2 separate regions of the Sus scrofa genome follow, and region 1 is linked to region 2. The links are chromatin contacts, called in public HiChIP or PLAC-seq maps. All regions are on one chromosome and are shown on one strand. The core of a region is the stretch at or near the end of the contact, and the rest is flanking DNA. Distances in the headings are between cores, read along the strand shown.

The links. HiChIP or PLAC-seq counts read pairs in DNA pulled down with a chosen protein or histone mark.
Region 1: a contact with region 2 is called in an H3K27ac HiChIP or PLAC-seq map of skeletal muscle. The contact joins the promoter of RANBP9 here to the promoter of GFOD1 in region 2. A contact is called at or near these places in 1 of 47 Hi-C or Micro-C datasets (heart right ventricle) and 1 of 2 datasets of contacts at active chromatin or transcription factors (skeletal muscle).

The regions. Positions count from the first base shown.
Region 1 is chr7:10,054,934-10,060,224 of Sscrofa11.1, forward strand. It overlaps RANBP9 (ran-binding protein 9), which reads right to left and starts at 2,824. Exons shown (of 16, transcript XM_021100196.1): 1 at 2,491-2,824; 2 at 2,458-2,488; 3 at 2,150-2,455. The coding sequence starts at 2,736.
Region 2 is chr7:9,852,020-9,856,692 of Sscrofa11.1, forward strand. GFOD1 (glucose-fructose oxidoreductase domain-containing protein 1) reads right to left here and starts at 2,259. Exons shown (of 2, transcript XM_021100194.1): 1 at 1,033-2,259. The coding sequence starts at 1,570.

The DNA.
Region 1 (5,291 bases), core at 1,574-4,073, 200 kb after region 2:
TGGGGTGGTCCACTCCGAAGGCACACAGAAGAACAACAGGAAAAACACACACACACTCACACACATGAAAAATGACCAGAGGAAGAGGCAGAAAAAGGGGGCAAAAGAGTCCATGTTTGGGACAAGGGGGAAGGAAGAGACAAAGGGGAGACAGAAGAAAGGGAGAGGAAAGAAAAAAGATGACAAACAACAAAATCTGTTCTTCCAGAAATAATGTTTATGTTTATAAAAGAGTGAAGTTTCCAGAAAGTGAATCTTAGTATTACACAATACAAAGTAATAAAGAGGCCAACAGGAAAAATAACGGAGACAGCAGGGTCATAAATACTCCAAACTCCAACCAATTTCACATAAGATGCACTTTTCCCTGACCCAAATCATCAATTTTACGTAAAAGGAGCTGGTAAAACTAGTCAAGGCATGTTACAGTGCTAAGTAAACTGTAATCACAAATCTTAGGCATCACAGAGATTCAGAGCTGGAAATTGCCTTACAAATCACCCAGTTCAATTCCCTCATCACTCAGAGGAAGAAACTGAGGCCCTGGCTGCGAAAATGCTTGACATCGCAAATGATGGCAGAACTTGGAAAGCTAGAATCCTTTGTTCAGTAATCTCCTCGATCTTCTTCCTTTGATTTTGTAAGCTAATTATTAACCATTAATCATAAATTTAAAGTTTTGTGGGGTCTAACAAAAAGCATTCTGGTAGCTAGATCAGAGGTAAATACTTACACAATATAGCAATGTTCACACAAATTAAAACAAATTAAATAGTAGTCTTCATAGGATATTAACAAAATGTTCTACCAAAGAGAAAGTCGAGGTCCAATATTTTGGAATTTTCATCCATTTCAATTAAGACCCATAACATTTAAAATTGAAAGTACTTTTCTGGATCTATGGATAAAAGGAAAGACTACTCAACAAGGCCTATTTTTGTGTGTTATTCTTTGCAGCCAAATCATTTGGGAGATTTCTGCGGCCATTCTCCTTTCTGATTAAATAGTAACTTATTTATCAAGGTTCTTCTCAAATTTCAGTCGGGTAAACTTGAAGAATTTCACCACAATGGTGGTTTATACCCTCTATCTCCACGTCACTAGGATCTGAGTAAGACCCTCCCTTTGAAACCAATCAAAATGAGGCTGCTTTGAATGTAAAAGCAGCAGGTTTGGGGCCTAAAAAAACTGGATTTGTTTCCGGATAGACTGATATGTTGGATTGATCCCCCCCCCCCACCTCAGACAAGTAAACTTGATGTGTGCTATTAATTTGGACTACATTTCAAAAATTCCTATGGCCATTTATAATTTTAAATACAACTGATCTGCTTAAAGCTTTGTTTTCACATAGGAGAGGTAGGTGAGGGAAGAGGGGGACAAGCTCTGAGCCTAAGGATGTTTGTTTTTTTAACTGCAGGTGAAAAACATCAGGCGATTTCCTCTGATATCCTAAAAAACATTTTAAACAAATCCCTGTTTCCAGCAGGACTTTATATAATGCCAACGCATAAATACGGGGCATTTCCAATCAGCAGAGGTAGGTTTCTGCTCCCCTAAGAAAACACGTACTCCAGAGGTTTCACCTCTCTTACCCTCCCGTAGCTTTCAGCAAGATACACCGACGCCAAACTTGGGCCCCGGTCCTTTTGTCCCCCTAGACGGTTTCTGGCCTAATTTTGGGCAAAATCCTCCACTGATTACTCCTCCCCCTACACGTCCCTGCTCTCCCTTAATTAGAAATTATCCCTCAGCACCGTGCCTCTCTTCCCCCCACGTAAGAGGAGAGCGCCTGACCCACCACCACCTGGAGAACAATGTAACCCAACTCCGAGCCCAGAGATTCCTCCATCCCGGCCCTACGATTTATCTCGAAGGGAAATCAGAAAGCGAGTTATGTCCTGTCATCCTGGATTCCCCCAAGGTGTCCTGCTCCTGGCCTGGGATTACCAGCTCCATTAGATCCGAGGGCGTTAAACTCACCTTCCCCTGCCCAGAACCGCCCCTTTCTCCCGACCCCAAGGCCGCCCTCGGAGCAGCAGAGCCCGTGGCGAGTCCCCTCCGAGGGCACCGGGCCCGGGCAGGGCTGGGGGCGGGGGCGGGCCGGGGTCGGCGGCCCTGCTCCCACCGCAGGACACACGCCCAGTACCTTTGTAGTGCACCCGCAGGTTGTTCTGAGACAGGCCGATGTAGCTGAACTTGTCCTTCGGGCTCCAGGACCGGGGCAGCGGCGTCTCCTGCTCGTCCACGGCCGGGTACAGGCGCTTGAGCCGCCGCTGCAGCTCCTTCTCCTGCTCGTTCAGGGCCGAGTCCCCGTGCGGGAAAGGCGCCGCGGCGCTGCTGCCTGCCGCCAGGGCCGGGGCCGGGGCGCCTCCGGCCGGGCCGGGACCCGCGGCGAGGCCCGGGGGTGCGGGGGGCGCGGTGGCGGGGGCGGCCGCCGAGGCGGGCGGCGGGGCGGCGGGGGCGGCGGCGGGGCCGCGGTGGCCGGGGCGGCGGCGGCGGCGGCGGGTGGAGGAGCAGGGCGGCCGCCGCGGCCCCCAAGCCGCCACCGCCGCCGCCCGCGCCGCCGCCTGGTGAGCCGGCCGGTGAGGAGCCGGCGCTGACGGCCGGGGGTGCCGGCAAGACGACTCCGGGCACCGGGGCCACGGCCGCCGGCGGTGGCGGCGGCAGCTGCTGCTGCTGTTGTTGTTGCTGCTGCGGCGGCGGCGGCGGCGGCGGCGGCGGCTGCCCGGACATCCCGGCCGCGACTCAGCCTGCGGCCACCTCCACCTCTTCTCTCCTTCCTCCTCCGCTTCCCGGGGGCGCTGTCGCTGCGGCCGCCGGCACCAGGCGCCCAGTCCGCCCGCCCCGGAAGCAGGCGGCTGGCCGCGCGCGGAGGGAGAGAGAGCGCGACGGTTGGGGCGCTCGGAGCCGGGGGAGTGAGCGGCCGGCCGGGGGAGGCCCCGAGAGAACGTTGGCCGGGGCGCGGGCGCGGGCCCGGGACGAGGCGCCGAGGGCGGGGGCGAGGCGGGAGCGCGGGAGGAGAAGGCGCGGTAGCGGCCGCCGCGGCCGCTGCTCTCGCGGCTGTTTCCCGGCGGGCGGGCCGGGCCGGCGCGAGACGCTGCGCGCGGGCGGCGCTGGGCGAGGGGGCGGGGCCGGAGGCGCGAGCGCGGCACGAGGGGCGGGGCCGCGCGGGCGGCGGGGGCTGGCCCGCGGGGGTCCCGGCGCCGGGCGGAGGCGGCGCTGGGGAGGACGGCGGCGCGGGGCGGAGCGCTTCTGCCCGGGTCCCCCGGCTGCCCGCCGGCCGGCCGGGCGCGGGCGTCCCCGCCGTCCCCGAGAGCCCGTCACCTCCTCGCGCCCGCCCGGTTCCTCCCCGGGAGAACCTCCTCCTACTTTACTTCTTTTTGTTGTCGTCGCCCCACCTCCCCACCGTAGGGTTCCCGCTGGCGCGGCGGGGCCGCTTCTCGCCCAGACGAAAGTAATCGAGCCCCGCTGGCGCCGCCGCGAGCCCGGTCCACGAGCTCCGGCCGAACGCAGGAGCTCGGGTTCCCGGAGGTGAGGCGTCCGCCGGCTGCTCGGGCTCTGTTCGAGCTCGTGCCTCCGTGCAGGACCCGGCTGGCCGCCTCGCTCTTTACAAACCAACTGCTCTGCGTGCTTCACGGTCCTCAATACCTAACATAACCCTTTCTGAGGGGGAAGTCTCCCACTTAAAACAGGGAGCATTTTACTAATTTTATGAGGCCTTAAAGTGAACCTGGAGTGGCAGAAAGTGTCACTCGTTTATTAGGAAAACTAATAAAGATTGGCATTTCTTCAAAGAGCAGGAACACGAACCGTATGAACACAAGGTGTATTTCGGAAGGGCTTCAAGAGGCATCAAAACCTTTTATAGACTCATTAATTTTCATCACAGGCCTCGTGGTTAGGTAGCAAAGAATTATGCTCATTTTTAAAACAAGGAAATATTCACTGAGGTCAGCAGAGTCAAAAATAGGACTTCCTACTTTGCAATTCCCAGTAGTGATTTGCTTGGTAGACTACTTGGGCACAACTCGCCAAGTTTTGCTCTCTGACCGTCTACCTAACATTACTATTTTGTTTTCACCGCTTCCCTTCGTTCAGGTGATCCTTTCCTTAGCTGGCAAAAAAATCGAGCTTTCCGCATGTAATCTACACGATATCAATTCTGGTATTTTGTTTGCTTCCAAAGATACCAGGGTCATTGTTGGGCCAAACAGGTCAGGAACGTTTTTGGCTGAATGGAGATTTATTTTGTCTTGAAGAGGGTAGGTAAATGGTGATTTAATTGAAGGCCCTCAATGCCTGGCCAGAACTAATAGTCATTGAGTCTAATTTTTCCCTCAATTACCCAGCAACTGGATGCCCTGTTGTTCCTTAATAAAAATATCCGATAATTCTAACCTCTTGTTTGATGACTTTCTTCAAGCCACTGCACTTTAAATTACACGATGTCATTGTATTTAAATTGTTCTAAGTCTGTCATTTATATCACAGCAACGAGCTAAATGTAAGCCAAGCTCTATTTAAATGATGGCTAGCCAAGGTAGAAAAAAATGGGCTCCAGGCCTCATCAGACTTTCTTGAAATAGTCATCAAGGTTTTATTTATGAAGGTGTACTTTATTCTGTCAGCACACTTAGAAACCATTTAGAACTCTGCATATCCTAGGAACGGCTGAGAGAATAAAAGTATCTGATATTTTGTGGGAAGTTTTTTATAGAAGCTACTGGTTGCTCTCTACCTAGCAACCTCAAGAAATGAATGATTTCAGCTGCGGAGAAGGAGGCTATGGCTCGGGCCTCTCCTCATACTGGAGGTGGCAGAGGGTATCAACATCATTTTAGAAAGGCCCGTGTGAGGTGCTATTTATAAAGAGACATAAAGGTGTTCATGCCTTTTTGGCCAAGCCTAGGTTGCATATTCATGCCAGGGGCTGCCAGGGAGCAGACATTTCCAGCTTACAGAGATGCTAAGTTACGGAGACCTTCAATTCAAGGTGGGCCTGGAGTGGCCAGAGCCTGTGGTTCTGGTCCCCGTCAGGCAGTGAGTAGCCTCATGTACTTAACATATCTCGTTCATTTTCTATGCTTGGCATGACATGAAAAGGTTAGAACATGCTGCCCTAATGGGAAGGGAGTCGCTGATACCCAACCACTGAGGAATTTCCAACACCGGGAAAGAGGTCCAGACACTGGCCAGCCAGTTTCAGTAAACGTCCACGACAGTATCCTTCCAGGGACTGAAAAATACGATGGCAGTGTGTGCCCAGATCTGTCGTGTGACTTTAGGAT
Region 2 (4,673 bases), core at 1,009-3,508:
TCTCAGAAAGCAGAATTAAAAAACAGATCCAGATCACCCCCTACATCCATACCTGTTTTTAAAAATAAAACATTCCCTCCAGGATGACATAAATTACCATTGGTCTCTGGATGCTCCCCTCTTCCTTTTTAGTTCTTGCCTTCTAACTCTTCCCCAGTGTGGCCTCCTGGGCCCTAAGCTTTGTTTCTTTCCTCAAAAAAAAATAAAAAAATAAAAAAATACAACTTTCAAGGGTGGCGGATAACATTTGCTCGGGAGTGGAGGGTAAGGAGTGAGCAACTGTCCTGGTTCAGGCCAGAACTGCTGATGGACAAAACAGGCTCTTCTTCCTCTGGGCATGCCAGTGAGTGACACTCTGCTCTGGACAGTCGGCCGCGGGTAGGTGGGGGAAACAGGACGGTGAAGGCTGGTAAGCTCATCCCCAACTGCTTGCCCACACCTGGCCTAGGACCTACTCCCACCGGGAATGAAGGACGGGTTATCGCCCGCTTCCACGGGAAACTGGCAGCGTGCGGCCTCTCCCCACATAAAGCATCCGTGCCTCTGCAATTACTGCCCCCATCCCCTCCAATCTTAAGATCCGTTGTTCCAAGTCTGTGCAGAAGACAATCCCTGGGATGCCCCACTCGAAAGTTAAATGCCTCTGGTTTTAATCAAATAAATCCTCTGTAACCTCTGCCCCCACCCCCGCATCGTCCCAATAAATCTCCTCCCTTCATACAACCACTTCACTTTCAGCGAAGAGGAAATAATTGCAGCTCGTGGGTCACATCTCTAAGGTCACACTAAACTAACTCACAGCAGAAAGAAACAAACTATCCCAGCAGGGCGCCACATCTGCAGAAAGTCAGGTTGTCAATCGCCCCCGGGGAAAACCCGGCACACGTGTGGGGCCCTTTATTCTGGCGTTCCTGGGCGCGCAGGCGCGCACGCACGCACACACTCAGGCACTATACACACACACACAGCGGGGGACTTCGTTTTGTGCCCCCCTCCCCACCCCCCCCCGAGCAGCCTATCCCCAGTCTTCACCATTTCCTCCGCCCGATCCGCTTCCCCGGAACACACGCCTCCTGCAGCCTCCGCGCCACACACGTGGGGAAGCGCGTCCAGGTGGTGCCAGAGCCGAGGAGGGAAGCGTAGTTGTGGGGAAGGCCAGGGAGGAAGGAGAAAGCTCGGAGTAGGATGTAGGATCTCGGGGCCCCGGGTCGCGTGGATGCCGTGTAAGCTTCCGGGATGAACCCGGGGCGAGAGGAGAAAAGCAGCGGGGGAGGAAAGAGAGAAGTCTGGAGCGGAGGTGGGGGAGGGGTCGCTCACCCAGGGTCTTGACAGCGATCTGCCTGGTGAGGGGCGGCGGCAGGTTGATGCACACCAAGTCCACATCCTGATGCAGCAGCACCTCGTCAATGCGGCTGGTGTAGAAGGGGACGCTCATCTCCTTGGCCAGCTCCTCCGCTTCCTCCGGCGTGCGGCCCCACAGCGCCTTCACCGAGAAGCCCTCGTCTTTCAGCAGCGGGATGATGACACGGGCCGTGAGGCTGGTGCCGAACACGCCCACCCCGGGTAGCATGGCTGCTTGAGTCCACCTGATTCTACTTTAGCTCGGATCTCCGGTCGAACACGCGCACACACACCCCTCTAGCCAGTCCCGCACCCAGCTCGCCGCGGTGCGCCAGCCGCCGTGGGCAAGGCGCCCGGGTGCCCAGAGCACACCGAGCTGCAGGCGGAGCGGGCTCGGGCGCCTCAGTTCGGTGACTGCTGCAGTGTCCGCCACGCAGGGCTCCCGTCCTTCCCGGAGGCGGCGGCAGGAACCCTCCCGCGGCGCCCGAGGCCCCGAAGCCCCGCGGAGCCCCGGCTCAAGCGGCGCTCCCGCCGCAGCGCCAGCCGGCTGCGTGCGCCCAGCTGAGGCCGCTCCATGGCCGGCTCATCCCCGCGCCCGGGACCGGCTGTCCCCCGCGTCGCTTCCGCAGCCGGCGAGTCTCACGCACAAGCCGCGACACGCTGCCGGAGCCCGGACCGGCTGAGCGGCGGGGTCCCCTTCCTCCCCGCCCGCCGCTCCGTGTGAAATAAACCGACGGCCACCAGGAGGCCGGCTAAGCATACGGCTCGGAAGGCGTGGGGCGCGGAACTGGAGCTGCAGCGCGGCGGCGGCGGTGGCGGCCACGACCCGGGACCAGCCTCCTCATTCTGCTGCCATGTTCTCTCGCCGCGCGGCGCGGGCGGCCTGGGCCCGGGGCCGGCTCGGGCTCCGGGATCCCGCGGGGCGAGGGCGGAGTTGGCGAGTCGGGCTGTCAGCGGCCGGGGGTTCCTGGCCCCGCCCCCGCCGCAGCGCCCCGCGCCATTGGCCGCCGCGCGCCGCCCCCGCCTCCGCCGCCGCGGGCTCCGGGTGCGCGCAGCGCGGGGACCCAGAACACGCCCGGCTCCTCCCCGGCCCCGCCTCGTTCGCCTCCAGCCCAGCGCGCGTCTCCCCTTTCTTCGCCCTCCACCACCTCCTCTTTCTCCCCGTCTCTTTCCGAACCCCGCCCCAAGCAAGCCAATGAATCTATGGAGACAGGGCACGCCCCAATAGGCTCGTCGTCTGGACCTCGGCAGAGAGCAGCGGGTGACCTGGCCCGGGGGAGGCCCGGGGACGCGGCGAGGTGTGAGCAGCGGGTAATTACCACCTCCGTCCGCTCCGGGGATGTTTTCCTCCAGGCTGGGAACTACACCAGAGAAGCTTTCCACGCATTCTCTCTAAATCCTCGCACCAACCCTAAGGTTATTGGAAACCCATTTAACTGATGATGTAACTGAGTCCTGGGAAGGATTAGGGACTTGCGCAAGGTCGCACAACATGTCTGGTTTTGGAATCCAGGCTGCAGTTTGGGCCTGGAGTTCTCCCCTCTCCTTCTAAGAGAGCCAGCTCTAATCGTGCGCCACCCTCACCCGCTTGCGCACACACGGCCCAGCCGCCTTCCTCACCCACCGCGTGGACGCTGCTGTGCTTGGCAGCAGCTGTGGGGTAAGGGTCCCGCACGTGTGTGTTGCATCTGGGTTTCCAGACAGAGGGGTCGCTCAGCGAGAGGGCACGCCAGCCTCTAGCCTCATGCTTCGGTTTTTTCACCGCCACTTTCCAGGGCCTCAGCTCCTTTCCCGAGCCCTCTGCCCGGCGGAGACTCTCCCCATGCTCCGGGAGGGGTTTCCTGCCGAATCCTCGCACCTAGCACACAGCCTGCCTGGCTTGTAGTAAGCGCTCAATAAACATGTGCTAAATAAATGAATGGATATTCTTCGCTGAATGCCCGCTTTGCACCTGCTCGGTGCCGAAAGGTCAGGCGTCCTGCCATGTTCATCTCTTGTCTTTGGCACTCGGCTCAATGTGGCACAAGGTCTGCTTGAACACAGGAGTGAAAAGCCTGATACTTAGAAGTTTTTAAAACAACTTGTAACAGCTGGTAATGAGGCAGGGCGCGAGAAGAGAGCAGGACTCCAAAAATGCGTGGGTGTAATAATACAGGGAGGAGGCCCACCTCAGGGCCTTGGGAGACAGGCTCAAAGGACGCTGAGTGCTGGAGTGGCAGAGACAAAAGGGGGGTTGCCATCAATATTGACAGGCTTCTTTAGAGCAGAGGAGTTCTAAGAAGCCAGGCAGGAACGCCCGCGGTGGTGGCGGTGCAGCAATGATTCTTGACCGGGGGCACCTTCTCAGTACCCAGAGGCCAGGTCATGGGTCAAAGATGGCACCGTTCATGGGGAGCAGAGGACGTGGCGCTGGGCATTGGGGCTGGAAGCAGAGCTGGAGCATCTGGGATTGACTCCTGGCTCTGCTATTTACTAGCTGTAAGATCCTAAAAATGAGTTGACCTGCCTGGGCCAGTTGCATCTGTAAAGTGGAAGGAATAATGGTATCCACCAATGAGGATTTTGAAGGATTGTACGAGTTGGTTTTATAAAGTTCTTAGAATAGTGTCTAGCACATAGTAATAAATGTTAAAGAAATGGAGAGTGGGTCTGTTATCAACATCATTTTTTTTTCTTTTTTTCTGTGCTGCTAAGGCACCAGGAAATTCCTCAACATCATTTCTGTCTTTCTTTCTTTCTTTTTTTTTTTTTTAGGGCTGCACTTGTGGCATATGGCAGTTCCCAGGCTAGGGGTCAAATCAGAGCCACAGTTGCTGGCCTACACCACAACCGCAGCAATGCAAGATCCGAGCCGCATTTGTGACCTACAATACAGCTCAAGGCAATACCGGATCCAAACCAAGTGAGTGAGGCCAGGGATTGACGCTGCATCCTGGTGGGTATTACTTGGAGTTTTAACCTGCTGAGCCACAGCAGAAACTCCTCAATGTCGTTTCTTGACGTGAGAGGCATTTAGACAAGAGAACAACATCGGGCCAATAAGAGGGAGTTTTGTTTCTGTTCTTTTTAAGGGAATTCTACCCCTAGCTTCAGTGTGAATACAAATAAACCTTTCGTCCACATAATATGAAAAGAAAATGATCACATTTGATTCTCACAAGAAATATGAAAATTAAATGTGATCCCCATTCATGAAAGACAAAACGGAATCCTGGCAGCAGCTCAAACTAAAACAGAATGGGTCTAAAACAGAGTGCTTCATTTCCAACCCTCCTCCCAAACCTTTTCTCCTCCTGTTATCTGCATCTCAACAAACATCACAAGCAGCCCAC